2 separate regions of the Mus musculus genome follow, and region 2 is linked to region 1. Evidence: chromatin contacts called from public promoter capture Hi-C data. All regions are on one chromosome and are shown on one strand. The core of a region is the stretch at or near the end of the contact, and the rest is flanking DNA. Distances in the headings are between cores, read along the strand shown.

What was found. Promoter capture Hi-C pulls out the DNA fragments that hold promoters and counts their contacts.
Region 2: a promoter capture Hi-C map of pre-B cells shows a contact between it and region 1. The contact joins the promoter of Arid4b here to the promoter of Asb13 in region 1. A contact is called at or near these places in 2 of 39 promoter capture datasets (cranial neural crest and pre-B cells) and 1 of 484 Hi-C or Micro-C datasets (CD4 T cells).

The regions. Positions count from the first base shown.
Region 1 is chr13:3,629,918-3,636,798 of GRCm38.p6, forward strand. Asb13 (ankyrin repeat and SOCS box-containing 13) reads left to right here and starts at 4,115. Exons shown (of 6, transcript NM_178283.4): 1 at 4,115-4,258. The coding sequence starts at 4,216.
Region 2 is chr13:14,060,774-14,067,654 of GRCm38.p6, forward strand. Arid4b (AT rich interactive domain 4B (RBP1-like)) reads left to right here and starts at 3,011. Exons shown (of 24, transcript NM_194262.2): 1 at 3,011-3,259; 2 at 4,052-4,106. The coding sequence starts at 4,101. Ggps1 (geranylgeranyl diphosphate synthase 1) reads right to left here and starts at 2,715. Exons shown (of 4, transcript NM_010282.3): 1 at 2,433-2,715.

The sequences.
Region 1 (6,881 bases), core at 2,865-5,364:
AGATACACTAGAAGAGGGCATCAGATCCCCTTACAGATGGTTGTGAACCACCATGTGGTTGCTGTGGATTGAACTCAGGACCTCTGGAAGAGCAGTCAGTGTTCCTAACCGCTGAGCCATCTCTCTAGCCCTATGCATGCATTCTACCTTTTTACTTGTGTCTTTTGTCCTTCAAAACCTTCTGGTTGTAGTGTAGCTAAAGTAACTAATTATTCCCTCTCTGCCTTTGTATTTGTGTGTCTTTTTTTTTTTTTTTTTTTTTTTTTTTTTTGGTTTTTCGAGACAGGGTTTCTCTGTGTAGCCCTGGCTGTCCTGGAACTCACTTTGTAGACCAGGCTGGCCTCGAACTCAGAAATCTGCCTGCCTCTGCCTCCCAAGTGCTGGGATTAAAGGCATGCTCCACCACGCCTTGTGTATTTGTGTGTCTTATATAAGAAATTTTTATTATGGTGACACAACAATCTTCTATCATTCCATTTTCTTGGAATTTCAGGTTTTTCACACCTGGTTTAACCCACCTGGAACTAATTTTGTGATATAAAATTTTTATCTTTTTTAGTATAGAATGGCATTGAGTTCAGCAGAAGTTGTTGATTGAGTCCTTTTTCTTTACTTGTTAAATGTTTTCTGTTAAATGACAGTTCTTCCATGTGAGTTGACCTATTTCTAGGCCCCTCTCTCCAGCATTCCATGCTATCATACTGTTTCAGCTTCTGTGCCTCAGGGTAAGTTTTGGATTCCAATACGCAACCTAGCCCTTCAAGATATCTCAGTTCTGGGCAAGCTAGTGCATGCCTGTAATCTTTTAAACTTGTGAGGCAAGGAGGGAGTGTGTGTTTGAGATTAGCCTGTCACAACACAGTGATATAGTGCCTCACTGCAGAAAAACAAAATGCCAACTATCCCTCCAAACACCAAACCTTAGTTCCCGATGTGTGGGAGTCTCTCCAATTAGCTGCTATCATCTTTTCAAAGTCTTGCCACAGAGGTATGATTTTGAAAAACGCATAGAAAAATAACGGGTGTGCTGTATTGTTTTAGCTTTCTATATTTGTGACAATACTTGAGAGGACAACTTAAATGGAGAAATTGTTTTGGCTCATGGTTTCAGAGGTTTCAATCCATGGCTTGTTGGCTCCATTCCTCTGGGCACAAGGCAAGACATTCAGGCCATGAGGATACAATGTAGAAGAGGAAGCTATTCACTTCATAGTGGACAGGAAGCACAGAGACAGAAAGTGGCAAGGTCCAGGGCAAGATGGATACCAAGGACAGTTCCAAGTGACTTATGTCTCTAGGTAAGCTCAAGTCCTTGTAGGCAAGTCCAGCCTACGGCCATGGGCTGCATGGGACCAAAATATAAATGTGACCCAACACAAAATAATAAACTTAGATACACCATTATGAATATTTTGAGACTTGATTTCACAGTTCTGGGGCATAAACTCTATATGACCTTGCTATATTTCAGTGTGAAAAGGCTGGACATTTCTTTGGGTTTCTAGCCCTTCTCCAAATAATACCATCAGCTTGGGACCAGGGTTTTAGCACATGAGTATGTGGAATATATTTTATATTCAAATCCTAAAAGTAGTTAATTTAAAAATTCACTAACTTATTCAATAAACGACTGTGCTAAATGAATATTAGATTTTTATTAATATTGTACAGATACTTTAATAGGTTAAAAAGATAATGAGTTTAACATGCAATTAAAGGAGATTAATTAATACAAACATGGATAAATGGGTTACTATTTAGTAAATATTTTGGGAATAATTTCCTTTCAGTTCAGAGAACTCTTAACTTAAATCTTATATTTTCTTTCTTTACAGAATAACAAATTTCAAGTCAGTCATTCCGTCAAAGAATATAATGAAAAAAAAACAGCATAATATCCATATTTTGGTCCTTGATGAATATATTTTGGCTGTTGAAGAAAAAGGACTGTGGTAGTTTGAATATGCCTAGCCCAGGGAGTGGCACTATTTGGAGGTGTGGCCTTGGAGTAGGTGTGGCCTTGGAGTAGGCGTGTCACTGTGGGCTTGGGCTTTAGAACCCTCATCCTAGCTGCCTAGAAGCCAGTCTTCTACTGTTTGCCCTCAAAACAAAATGTTGAACTCTCAGCTCCTCTTGCACCATGCCTGCCTGGATACTGCCATGCTCCCACGTTGATGATAATGGACTGAACCTTTGAACCTGTAAGCCAGCCCCAATTAAATGTTGTCTTTAAGTTGCCTTGGTCATGGTGTCTGTTCTCAGCAGTAAAACCCTATGTAAGACAAGGACCTATTTTAGAGAATGTACTTTTGAATATGTAAACACTTTAAAAAAGGGGGTGGCTGCTCATGCCTTTGATCCCAGCACTCGGGAGGCAGAGGCAGGCGGATTTCTGAGTTTGAGGCCAGCCTGGTCTACAGAGTGAGTTCCAGGACAGCCAGGGCTACACAGAGAAACCCTGTCTCGAAAAACCAAAAAAAAAAAAAAAAAAAAAAAAAAAAGAAAAGAAAATGGAAAAAAAATGATTGCTTAGGAAACCTATAACAAACATTTATATAACACATGTACAATATACATGTATATATTCATATGTGTTCGATATAGCCTATATTCACATTTGCAGAATCCGTGTCAGGAAAGAAATGCTGAAGAAAATACAAACATGCAGACCTACCACACAGACAAGAAGGAATACCGAATCACAGAATCTCACTGCAAATGTGTGAAAATGAAGCCTATTTTTATCTGCCTAAAAACGTAGAAAACTTGCAAAGAAGCATGTGCAAGACCTGAGAGATGGCTCGGTCGTGGGCTTGCTGAGCCATCTGACAGGACCAGAGCTTGGATTCTCAGAGCTCAAGAAAAACTGGGCAATGTAAGCTGTCATTCATAATTCCAGCAGTCTTGCACCGTGATGGGAGGAGGAAGTGGACGGCTCTCTGAGAGCCCACAGGCCTGCCAGGTGCAGCGGTGAATAGGAGACCCCGTCTCAAACAAATCAGAAGGTCCTCAAGGACTAACACGGACTGTATCCTCTGACCTGCAAACACACATGTAGTCACATACACTCACATATACATCAAACAAAGCAAAACCAAAACAAATGCCCCTGCAAAACAAAACAAACAAAAACAAAACCACAAGAGCCAAAATTTGATAAACAAATGGCCAAATAGATACAGATCCTTTTACTAAAAGATTTGGAATTTTATTCCAAGGTTTATTCCAGAAGTTCGGGTTCCCAACAGATACCATTCAAGGTCTCCTAAACCTGTGGTCCAAGGTGCAGATGAAGTTTCCGGCCATCCAAGCATCCTTACCTCAAAGGATGACTTCTAGTGCTATTTCCAGTGATTCTGATGTTATCATGTTCAAGTCACGTTGTATTTCCTCCGTGAGCCTCTGTACTGGTCAAGATGAGAGTGTCTCCCAAGTATCTCACGTTTTTGGTTGACCTGGAACCCCCTGGGAAGACTGGTTTCTCCTTTCTGCTAGGTTGCTCATAGAGCTCCAACTCCTTCTGCTAAACTGGTTAGTGAAACACCTGATTAAAACCATTCACCAAGAAACGTGGTTTTCTTCAATGAATACCAGCTATTTGAAAGTTAAGATTTATTTTGAAAGAAAGAAAGAGAGGGAGGGAGAGAGGAAGGGAGGGAGAGAGAGAGAGAGAGAGAGAGAGAGAGAGAGAGAGAGGAAAGAAAGAAAGAAGTTAGGCATTTTGATCACCATCTTCAGTGAAAACGTTTTCTTCAAAGTTTCAGGCATGAAGAGACTGAATACTTTGCTCAGCGGGATCAGTGTAAACCACAGAAGGCCAGTTTTGGCAGCTAAACACTTTTTGCACATGGGCACGCGTTTGAGGAGCTAAACATTTTGCATACGAACGTATCTTTTAGCTAGGACACCGGGATTTAAGCTTTTCTGCCAAACACAGGAGTTGTTAATGGACGTATATTCACTGGTGTCAACACGGACACATATTTTGCACTCTTCTGATTTGCATGTCACCCTTCAGCAGTGACAGCGGAGTGGGGACGCTCAGGTGGCACGCGGCGGATACAGAAACTACAACTCCCAGCGGTGGCCATGGTAGCAATCAGGCCCCGCCCAGCGGCCTGCGCTCCGGGGTAGGTCTCGGTTTAGGTCCCGGCTCAGGTCCCAGAGCTCTGAGTCACAAGGCCGGTAGACAGGGGAGCCCAGCGGGCGAGCAGCATGGAGCCGCGCGCCGGGGACGGCTGCTTCCTGGGAGATGTGGGTACGTGTTTCGCGCCGCAACCGCCAAGGACACCACACCGGGGCTGGAGTCAGGACCAGGAGATCAGCACTTGGGGACAGAGCAAGCTCATGGGTGGCCTTTGTCCCAGAGATGGGCATCGCGCGCCGTTCCAAGTTGGTGGTCAGAGGCGTTGGGGTGGGGTGTAGTGATTCGAGTAGGGCCCGGACGATCCTGGTCATCTCAGACCGACGTTTAATGTCTGTCGCCCTGTTTCTAGCCGGTGCACTGTGCAGCTGGTCTTCTCTGTGATGCACCAGGTATGGGATTCAGAACCGCCAGTCTACCAGAGCACCGCACACTTTGGGGAGCATGCGGGGTCGTTGCCCAATTCACCCGCAGAGTCTGGAAAGTGTACACTGGTTGGCAGCCTCATCCGGAGCCTACTGCGGTCACTGCACCACGTTTGGTGCAGTGAATTGCTTGCGGGGCTTAAAGCATCCTACACATACCCTGTAGGTTGCAGCAGCTGCAACCAGGGAGTCTGCTCCAGAATGAGGTCATGGCCCAACACTGGGACATACCTGGTGCTGAAGAAGTGTCCTCTGTACCTTTGGGCTGTTTTAATCCATAAAATGAATTTGAAGGCAAAGGAGCATTCTTTGGAGAAGTACATTTTTTTTCTTGTTTACAAAATAATAATATGGTAAATAGAAAGGACAATGACATTGTGCTTCAATAGCTTGAAAATAAATAGAAGAAAGAAAGCCAAAATGTTCCTTTATGTGAGTTAAAAAAAAAGTAATGTAAGCCGGGCATGATGGCGCACGCCTTTAATCCCAGCACATGGGAGGCAGAGGCAGGAGGATTTCTGAGTTCGAGGACAGCCTGGTCTACAAAGTGTGTTCCAGGACAGCCAGGGCTACCCAGAGAAACTCTGTCTCAAAAACCAAAAAAAAAAAGTAATGTAAAGAAAATCGAGTTAATTTAGCTGCAATTTATTATGATTGTAATTACAATCATAACAAGGTAGATAGATCTTTTAATTGATTTCTTCAAAACAAACTCCTTCAGAACAATCAAAGCCTCTTTAATAAGCACCTGTTTTTCTTGGCACCCTTGGCTGGCACAAGACTTTGACCCTGATAGCGTGGTCACTATTTGATTCGTGTGACTAGGCAGTGGATGGCTAACCACAGAAGCCTACTAAGCATACATTTTTTTGTTCAGATAGGGGTTAGTCTGGCATCAGAGCCTGGCATGAGGGCTCTTACCTGTAATCCTAACCCTCAGAAAGTAGAGACAGTGGGGCTGTGAGTTCTAGGCCAACCTAGGCTATATGTCACAATATTTTCTCTAAATATTTTTTAAAAACACCACTCCCAAGTATATTTTCTGCATAGCTTGTGGAGAAATCTTTTTTTTTTTTTTCCTAGACGGGGTTTCTCTGTGTAGCCCTGGCTGTCCTGGAACTCACTCTGTAGACCAGGCTGGCCTCGAACTCATAAATTCGCCTGCCTCTGCCTCCCGAGTGCTGGGATTAAAGGCATGCGCCATCACTGCCCAATGAAAATCATATTCTTGATTAGCGGGTGTTAGGGTTCTTGGCTATTTTTGACACTGTAATTTAAAAAATTTAATATGTGTCCCCAAAAATGTGCCCTGCTGGTATTTGTATTTCTGGCTTAAACTGAAGGTGCTGGATCCAAAACAGTACCACTGTTCCAGTAAAAGTGGAACCCACCACAGGGAACTTTAACTGTAATATTCTGACTTCTAATATTATATTCCTGCTGAATGGTAACCAGAATATTTATGTATAGCACTTTTAGATTACTTTCATTTGCTTATGTAATTTTCTCTCGATTTCATGAGGTCTTTTTTTTTTTTTTTTTTTCCTCGAGACAGGGTTTCTCTGTGTAGCCCTGGCTGTCCTGGAACTCACTTTGTATACCAAGCTGGCCTCGAACTCAGAAATCCGCCTGCCTCTGCCTCTGCCTCCTGAGTGCTGGGATTAAAGGCCTGTGCCACCACACCTTGGCTTCATGAGGTCTTTGGAGAGAAAGGAAAGAAAAGATCTTCCATGTGTTATTAGGAACCCTCTGGCTTTACCATTTTTATCCCTGTGACATGTTCAGTCTTAGCAAGGATTCAGGATGCTTTTCAAGGCTTAGAATGAAACTTTGAATGGTTAGAATGAAAACGTGGGGCTGGTGAGATGGCTCATCGGTTAAGAGCACTGACTGCTCTTCCGAAGGTCCTGAGTTTGAATCCCAGCAACCACATGGTTGCTCACAACCATCTGTAATGAGATCTGACTCCCTCTTCTGGAGTGTCTGAAGACAGCTACAGTGTACTTACATATAATAAATAAATAAATCTTTAAAAAAAAGAAATTGTTTAATAAAAACAGGAATTCAAAGAGAACTTGTTGACAAACAAGCTTGAAAGCATACCGGAGGCCGAAAAAGTTTAAAGAAAATAATAGTCAAGTAATAAACACGTTTATGAACAAAACAGCACGTTAATATCTTTTCTGTAACATGGCCCTGTGAAAAGTCACCTCCTTCACAAGAAAACTAAGGTGGCTGGTTGCCAATGAAGCCTTTTCTCAAGTTCTTCAGAATGAAGAAAATAAGCCAGGCCTGAAAGTTCTTACTGGTAA
Region 2 (6,881 bases), core at 1,761-4,260, about 10 Mb after region 1:
GTGGAGGGATGGGGTTGCCACTCCACAGTCAAAAACTCTGACCCAGAATTGTTCTTGTCTAAAGAACTGCAGGGACATAAATAGAGAAGAGCATGAGGGAAAGGAGGTACAGTGACAGGTCCAAATGGGATCCAGCTCAAGGGGAGGCCTCTAGGGCTGACACTATTACTGATGCTATGGTGTACTTACAGAAGGAGCCTAGCATGGCCGCCCTCAGAGACACCCAACAAGCAGCTGAAAGAGACAGAAGCAGATATACCCAAACAATGGACAGAAGCTGGGGATCCCTGTGGTTGAATTAGGGAAAAGCTGGAAGAAGCTGAGGAGGGAGGGTAACCTTATAGGAAGACCAGCCGGCTCAACTAACCTGGACCCCAAACTCTCAGACACTGAGCCACAAACCAGGCAGCATACACCAGCTGATATGAGCACCCTGACACATATACAGCAAAGGACTGCCTGATCTGGAATCATTGAGAGAGGACGCAGGCACCTAACCGTGGAGAGACCTGAGGTCTCTCCCAGGGAGTGGGGAGGTCTGGTAAAGTTGGGGTGGGGGAATAGGGTCATCCACATGGAGATGGGGGTGGTGGTGGTAGAGCAGGTATGGGATGAGGTACATGGACATGTTGCTTGGTTCTTAGAGGTGAACAATAAAGAAGATGCAAAGAAGGAAGGAGGCAGATAATGTTGGTAACATCATTCTGGAAGAAGATTGTTAAAAAAAAAATTTTTTTTTTTTTTTTGGTTTTGGGTAAAGTCCAAAGGCTAGCAGCCATCTCTTCTCAACTAGAGTGGTAGCAAGAAGCCAGCTGCTATCTTGTTTGCATCCTGGAAAACACATTTGACCTAACTTATAATAATGAGGTCACTTTTCAAGAATTTGCCTCTTAGTCGACAGCAAGTGACAGTCTGCACAGAAATTAAGAGTCCTTTAAATTCTGAAGTTTTCTTAATCTTTCCTATTTCTCTACCAGTGATGAATTAAACACTCTTCCCTTTGCTCACTCACATTAACAATACTCATGTGAGTCATTAATGTTCTTTCCCCCAAAATATTTACACATAGTATTATCAGTGGAGGGGTAAACATGAGAACTCAATGTTTGTGAATACTGAGAAACAATGTTTGGTATTTTTTTTCTTAAGAGCCTAAGGCAGTTTGAGTTCTATACACTCTTGAAAAATTTTTTTTTTTTTTAAATCCACAACTGTCAATTTATCACAGTTAGACTTTTCGGCTTCTCGTGTACTAGACTTAAATTTAAGAGGTAATAATGGCTGAGGGGCACAAGCTCAGTTTTATATGGAGTCACTACAGAATGTCTCTGAATCTGACACCATTTTCCCACTTTCAAAATGAAAAGCTCGTAGCAATTTGTTCAAAGAGTAGATTAGTATTTATGCAAACAGATTGTTTCCACTGTAGAAATGCAATTGTAGCTGCCTCTCTAATTGTCCTCTATATACTTTTTTCTTGAGACAGGGTCTATGTGGCCTAAGCTAGCCTGGAACTCATACTGTAGATCAGGCTGGTCTTAGCACTTGTCACCACCACAATGCTAAGCATTTCCTCTTCTTTTGGGTGCGTTATCATTTTAGCAATTCAAGTTAGGAATCCAAGATATCCTATTGTTCACTGGGCCATTGGACCAGATAAAAACTGTTTTTAATTTTTTTTTTTTTCCTTTTTTGAAGACAGGGTCATCCTGTTTCAGTCTCCAGGGTACTGGATCAAAATTCCTACCTCACCTCTCTGGGCCTCAGTTCTTCCTACTGGGAAGTCTTTTTCCTGAAACAGGTTTCCTTTCCTTTAGGGACTTCCCTTAGTAACTCTGGCTGGCTTCTTGAGTCAAGCTTAGTTCTCACACTCTCAGGAAAACCTTTCTATACCTCTCGAAGCCAAAGGTCCTCCTATCAGGTTTCATTTTGACTAGACTTCCGTTCAGGAAGTTATACATCCCCTCTTTCCACATGAGGACTTCTAACATCTCAGAGGGTGAACTCTGAGCATCAAACATTCATACAATATTGAAAATTTCATGCAAAGTATCTCTCTCTCTTTTTAAAATAGGCCGGCTCTGGCTTGAGACTAGCGACACAGATATGGGTCACCGAGCTCAGCTGTTAGGCGCATAGCAAGAACCTTTGACTCCAAGCCCCGGGGGGCGATGGCTCTGAAGGAAAAGAAAGGGCTCCACACAGGCATAGCTGTAATAAGCTCGCAGGCGGGCTTCTTCCCTGCGCTGCACCGGTGGCCCTTCCACTCTTTCCGAGCTCCTCTGCCTCCCCTCATCCCAGCACCCGGCCGGCAGTCACTCCGAGCCGGGTCAGCATCCGGGTCCTCTCTCCCTCCTTACTGCTTCCTCCTCCGTACCGCCCCCTCCCCCGCTCCCCATCCGGGTCCCCCCTGCCACCGCGCTGTTGCTCACGGTTCCACGATGATCTCAGACTTGAAGCCGCCGCCGGTACGAGACTAGCAGTGCCCACATCGACTTCTCAATTTATTGTTCTGACTGCGGCTCTTCAAGAGGCTTCCTTGGAGCCCTCCCACTATTTCACACAGAAATCTCTGCCCTCCTCAGCGGCCAGCGACGCCGCAGCACTCAGTGCAAGAAAATACGCCATCCCTATCACACTGCGCAGGCGTCGTATGCCACCTCCCCTCTGCCTCATGGCCGCGCCTCCTTCCCCTCCCCTCTCTCGTCGAACGCAGGCAAGTGGGCATTGCGGTCTTGGTAGTTCTAATGTCCGTCAGTTTACCGATTGGCCTAGAAGACTGGACTACAATTCCCAGAAAGTATTGAGGGATAACTTTCTGTTTCCATAGAACTGGTGGGTAAATGGCGTCGTTGTTTGCATCGCTCAAACCAATAGAAACTTGGAAGAGGCGGGCTCCAAAGAATCCTACCCAATCCTAGGTCGTCTGAGAGGCATCCGGGAAAGAGGTAGGGGAGGGGCAAAGGGCCGAGGGGAGGGGAGAAGGGGCAGGGGGGCCAGAGAGGGGGGAAAGCGATGTTTGCCCGTCAGTCGAGTCCGGAGTGAGGAGCTCGGGCGCTGGAGCGGAGGGAGAGTCTCGAGCCGCAGTTTGCCGCCGCGACGGCCACCGCCTGGACTTCTGCCCGGAGGGAGCCGCTGAAGGTCGGCCGCCGTGTTCCTCTGGAGGGCTGTGAGACCGGGGCCCGGACCTCCGTCCGAGAGGGATTTTTTTGTCGCCCCCCTCCCCCCGCGAGGGAGCCGGAGCGGCCGCCAAACAAAGGTACCAGTCGCCGCCACGGGAGGAGGAGGAGTCGGAGCCGGAGTCCCGGCCGCCGGCGGACCCGCAGCTCCTTCGCTCTCTCTCCCCACAGGCCTGCTGGTGTTGGGGGTGGGGGGAGGCGGATCAGGGGGCTCTGGCCGCAGGGCTCAGACCTCGTCTGTGCCCGAGGTAGGGACATTCTTTTCTATGGGGGAAGCTCCGGGCCGGGCCGCGCATCGGGGCAGATGGCAACGGGGCTGAGTCGGCGCTCGCAGCGGGGCCTCGGCCTCCTGGGACCCCCGCCCCCCGCCGCGCCGAGCCGGAGCCGCCCTACCCGGGCCGCACCGTGGGCCCGGCGGCCTCGGGCCGCCGTGCTGGGAGCTGGATGTCCTCGGTGCCCGGTCCCGGCTCCCACTTGTGGGCCTTGGCTCGGGCGGGACGCGGGCGGACGCTGTGGGGCCGAGCCTCCGCAGCCCAAGGGCCCGCCGGTTCACCGAGGGCTCAGTCCGGGGGCTCCGGGCATCGCGGTTCCGTAGGCTTGGACGGTCGCAGCCGCGCTTCAGGCCGCGCCGGACCCTGGGCTTGTTGTGAGTTTTCTTCTGACAGAAATGGCGTCATCGTGGAGGACGGGGGAAAAGTCCGTGGAGTCGCGACAATGGGGCGGCGGGCGGTGGGGGCGGTAGGGGCGGTGGGATGGCGCGTGCCTGCTCGGGGCTCCTGGCCCCGCTCGGTGCCGCCCCCGCCCCTACGGCCTGGGGCGGGGGTGGTGGTGGTGCCGGTGGTGCTGACCCGGTGTCTTTGTTTCCCCTCCAGGTGCAGGTGAAGCTGGTGTCGCCGTGGGGATCGCGGCCCCAGAGTCACCATGAAGGTAAGGCGTCACTTAGCCAGTTTGAGTGGCTTTCGAATTCAGGAAGTGTCGGGGCTGTAGCAGGCCTGCGAGTTTTGCAGAGGCAGGTGTGTGTGTGTGTGTGTGTGTGTGTGTGTGTGGAGTGGCTCGGTGTGGAGCTTTCCCTGACAGGGTCAGCTGGAGCGAACATCCACAGGCTGTGTGTTTCGAAGTTATGGAGTCAGTTAGGAGATAACCTCACCCAAGCTGTTCAGGTTTCCCAAACAGAACAGCACCTTTTGCATGGAGCCGAAGGAACAACTGCACACATTAAAGCGTCTTAAATCGTAAAACGGAAAGCTGGTCTAGTAACCTGAATATTGAAACTGTAGTGGGTCTCTCTCTCTGTTCAATGATGAAAGGAAATGTCATTTGATTATGTGACCGGGACCGTAAATTTTAAGCAGAAAGCAAAATACTGAAGATGTTTAAAGCAGTTTGGTGCTCCTTCCCTAAAGAAACCCGAGTTGGCCTGCTGTGCCTTGTATTTCTAGGGACTTAGGTTTCTGTATGGTTTCTTTTTCTCACTGTTGGTGTACTGATCTTGGAGTTGACTCTTTTAAGATATGTTGTGTGTAATGGGCAGGTTGTACTGAAGTAAACATGTTGACCACAGAATAGCTTCTAAGAAATGTGTCTAAGAAGTAGTCTGTGTATTGATGGAATAAATCACAGCTGTTTTAGTTTTTTTTTTTTTTTCATATTGGTATGAAAAGCTTTAGGTATCTGAAAATATCTAGATTTAACTGTTGGAACTTTGATACTGGAAAATTTTTCTTTAAAATCTACTACAAATTCAGATATGCTTGGAAAGCGTGTGTATTGAAGTGTTAGAATGTAAATGACATCTACTTTTGACAGTTCTTTTGGGATTCTTTTTTTTTTTTAATTTAATTAATTTTTTTTTAAATTTTAATTAATCCAGTGAGGATTGCTTTTGTAGGACTGCATCCAGGTACAGTTTCAAAAGCTTCTGTTTGTAGACTACAAATGCTGTTGCCACTTTGTGTTTGTCTCTTGTACAAAGCAGTTTAGACCCTTTTAAAGGTTTTTTTTTTTTTTTTTTTTTTTTTTTTTTTTTTTTTTTTCCTCTTTTTGAGTTTGGGGCTCTGTAGAGGCTTGGCTTTTATTTTCTAAGTTCCTGTCTTTCATATGAATGAAAATGTAACCAGTGTTGTATGAGAGGTGGAACCTTTTTGTTTGTCACAGATGTACAACCTGTATGAAATAGTGAAAAGTGAGTGTCTTAGGGCAAAGTGAAGTTTTTAGGGAAAGCATATATCTGTCTTGTTGTTGGGTATGACTGGAGGAAAGCTTTAGGTTAACTGATAAATGTATACTGCACAATACATTTGGAAGCTGAATACATTTGGAATAAATGTTGTAATCTGTTAGTTCCTGTTGTGATGTCTGGCACATCTTAAATTCTCAGTAAATGTTTGTCTGAAAGGGAGGTACTGAGTTGAAGATGTCAATATGTTTTTGTTTTTCTTAATTTTCATTTTCTGTGTAAAAAAAACTTTTCTTTTTGAAGAGAAAAAAAGGAAGGAAGGAAGTAGGTAGGTAAGTCAGGTGTGAGGGTGCGTGACTGTTTCCACTTCCCATTGGTGGAAGGAGGATCAGTAGTTCAAGGACAGCCTGGGTTAGAGGCTAGCCTGGTCTACATATTGAGTTGGAGGGCAACAAGTCTACAGGAAACTGTTGTCCCCAACAAATAATCAAAATAACAATTAAAAATAAATATGTTGGAAACTTTAGCCTTAAAAGTTTCATGGTTTTAAACAAATTCTACTTTTGTGTGTATCTGTAACTGCTTTTAATATAAAGGTACTTTTTACTAGTAATGTTTAAAACAGTTGTTAAACTTTCAACTTTATAAAGAAACTTTCTAATTTTAGCTTAGGAAGTTTGGGGTAATCTATTCTTACTAATCTCTAGTACTAAAATATTGCCCCCAAGGGCTGGAGAGGTAGCTCAGTGGTTAAGAACCTACTGCTCTTTGTAGATAGGAGTTGGGTTCCCAGCACCTATAACTCCAGCTTTAAGAGATCTAACCTCCTCTCACCTCCACTTCTTGCAGCATTTATTTACATAGTCTCACACACACACATAAGTAAAAATAATAAACATAAATCTTAAAAAAAGAAGTTTCCACTAGGTGTAATGGCACACCCCTTTAATTGTCAGCACTCAGGAGGTAGAGGCTACAGACCTTAGTGGGTTTGAGGCCAGACTAAGCTGCATAGTGAGACTGTCAAAGAAAAAAAATAAAATGAAGGAAAGCTGTTTGGTGTTGAGTATATCAGGCTCAATTTTGTGTGTGAAAACAGTTTTATGTAGCTTGTGTACGTGTGTGTGTGTGTGTGTGTGTGTGTGTGTGTATGTGTGTAAATGACATTTGAGCTACAGAGTGATTTTATGCTGTCTGTTAAATCTTATCAAACAAATTTTACTTTGAAGCAAGTTTTAAGTTTGAATTATTTGTCTTAACTACTAATGTCACTAAGAATTTTATTGTGTCAGTATATTGAGATAATGATAAGCTTTTGTCTTAAAGTCATTAAATGTAGAAAAGTCTAAATGTAGAAAAGCAGTTTCCCTATTGTACAACCTTCAAAAACCAATTTACACAAAGCATAGTTATGACTAGTGTGTCTGTCTGGAGATCTTGTAGTCTGTGAGAACTGTGTCTTGTCACATAAAAGCAGTCTGCTTTGGGATTTGTGCTGCCGTCGCTGTGGACACTGCTGTTGGGTA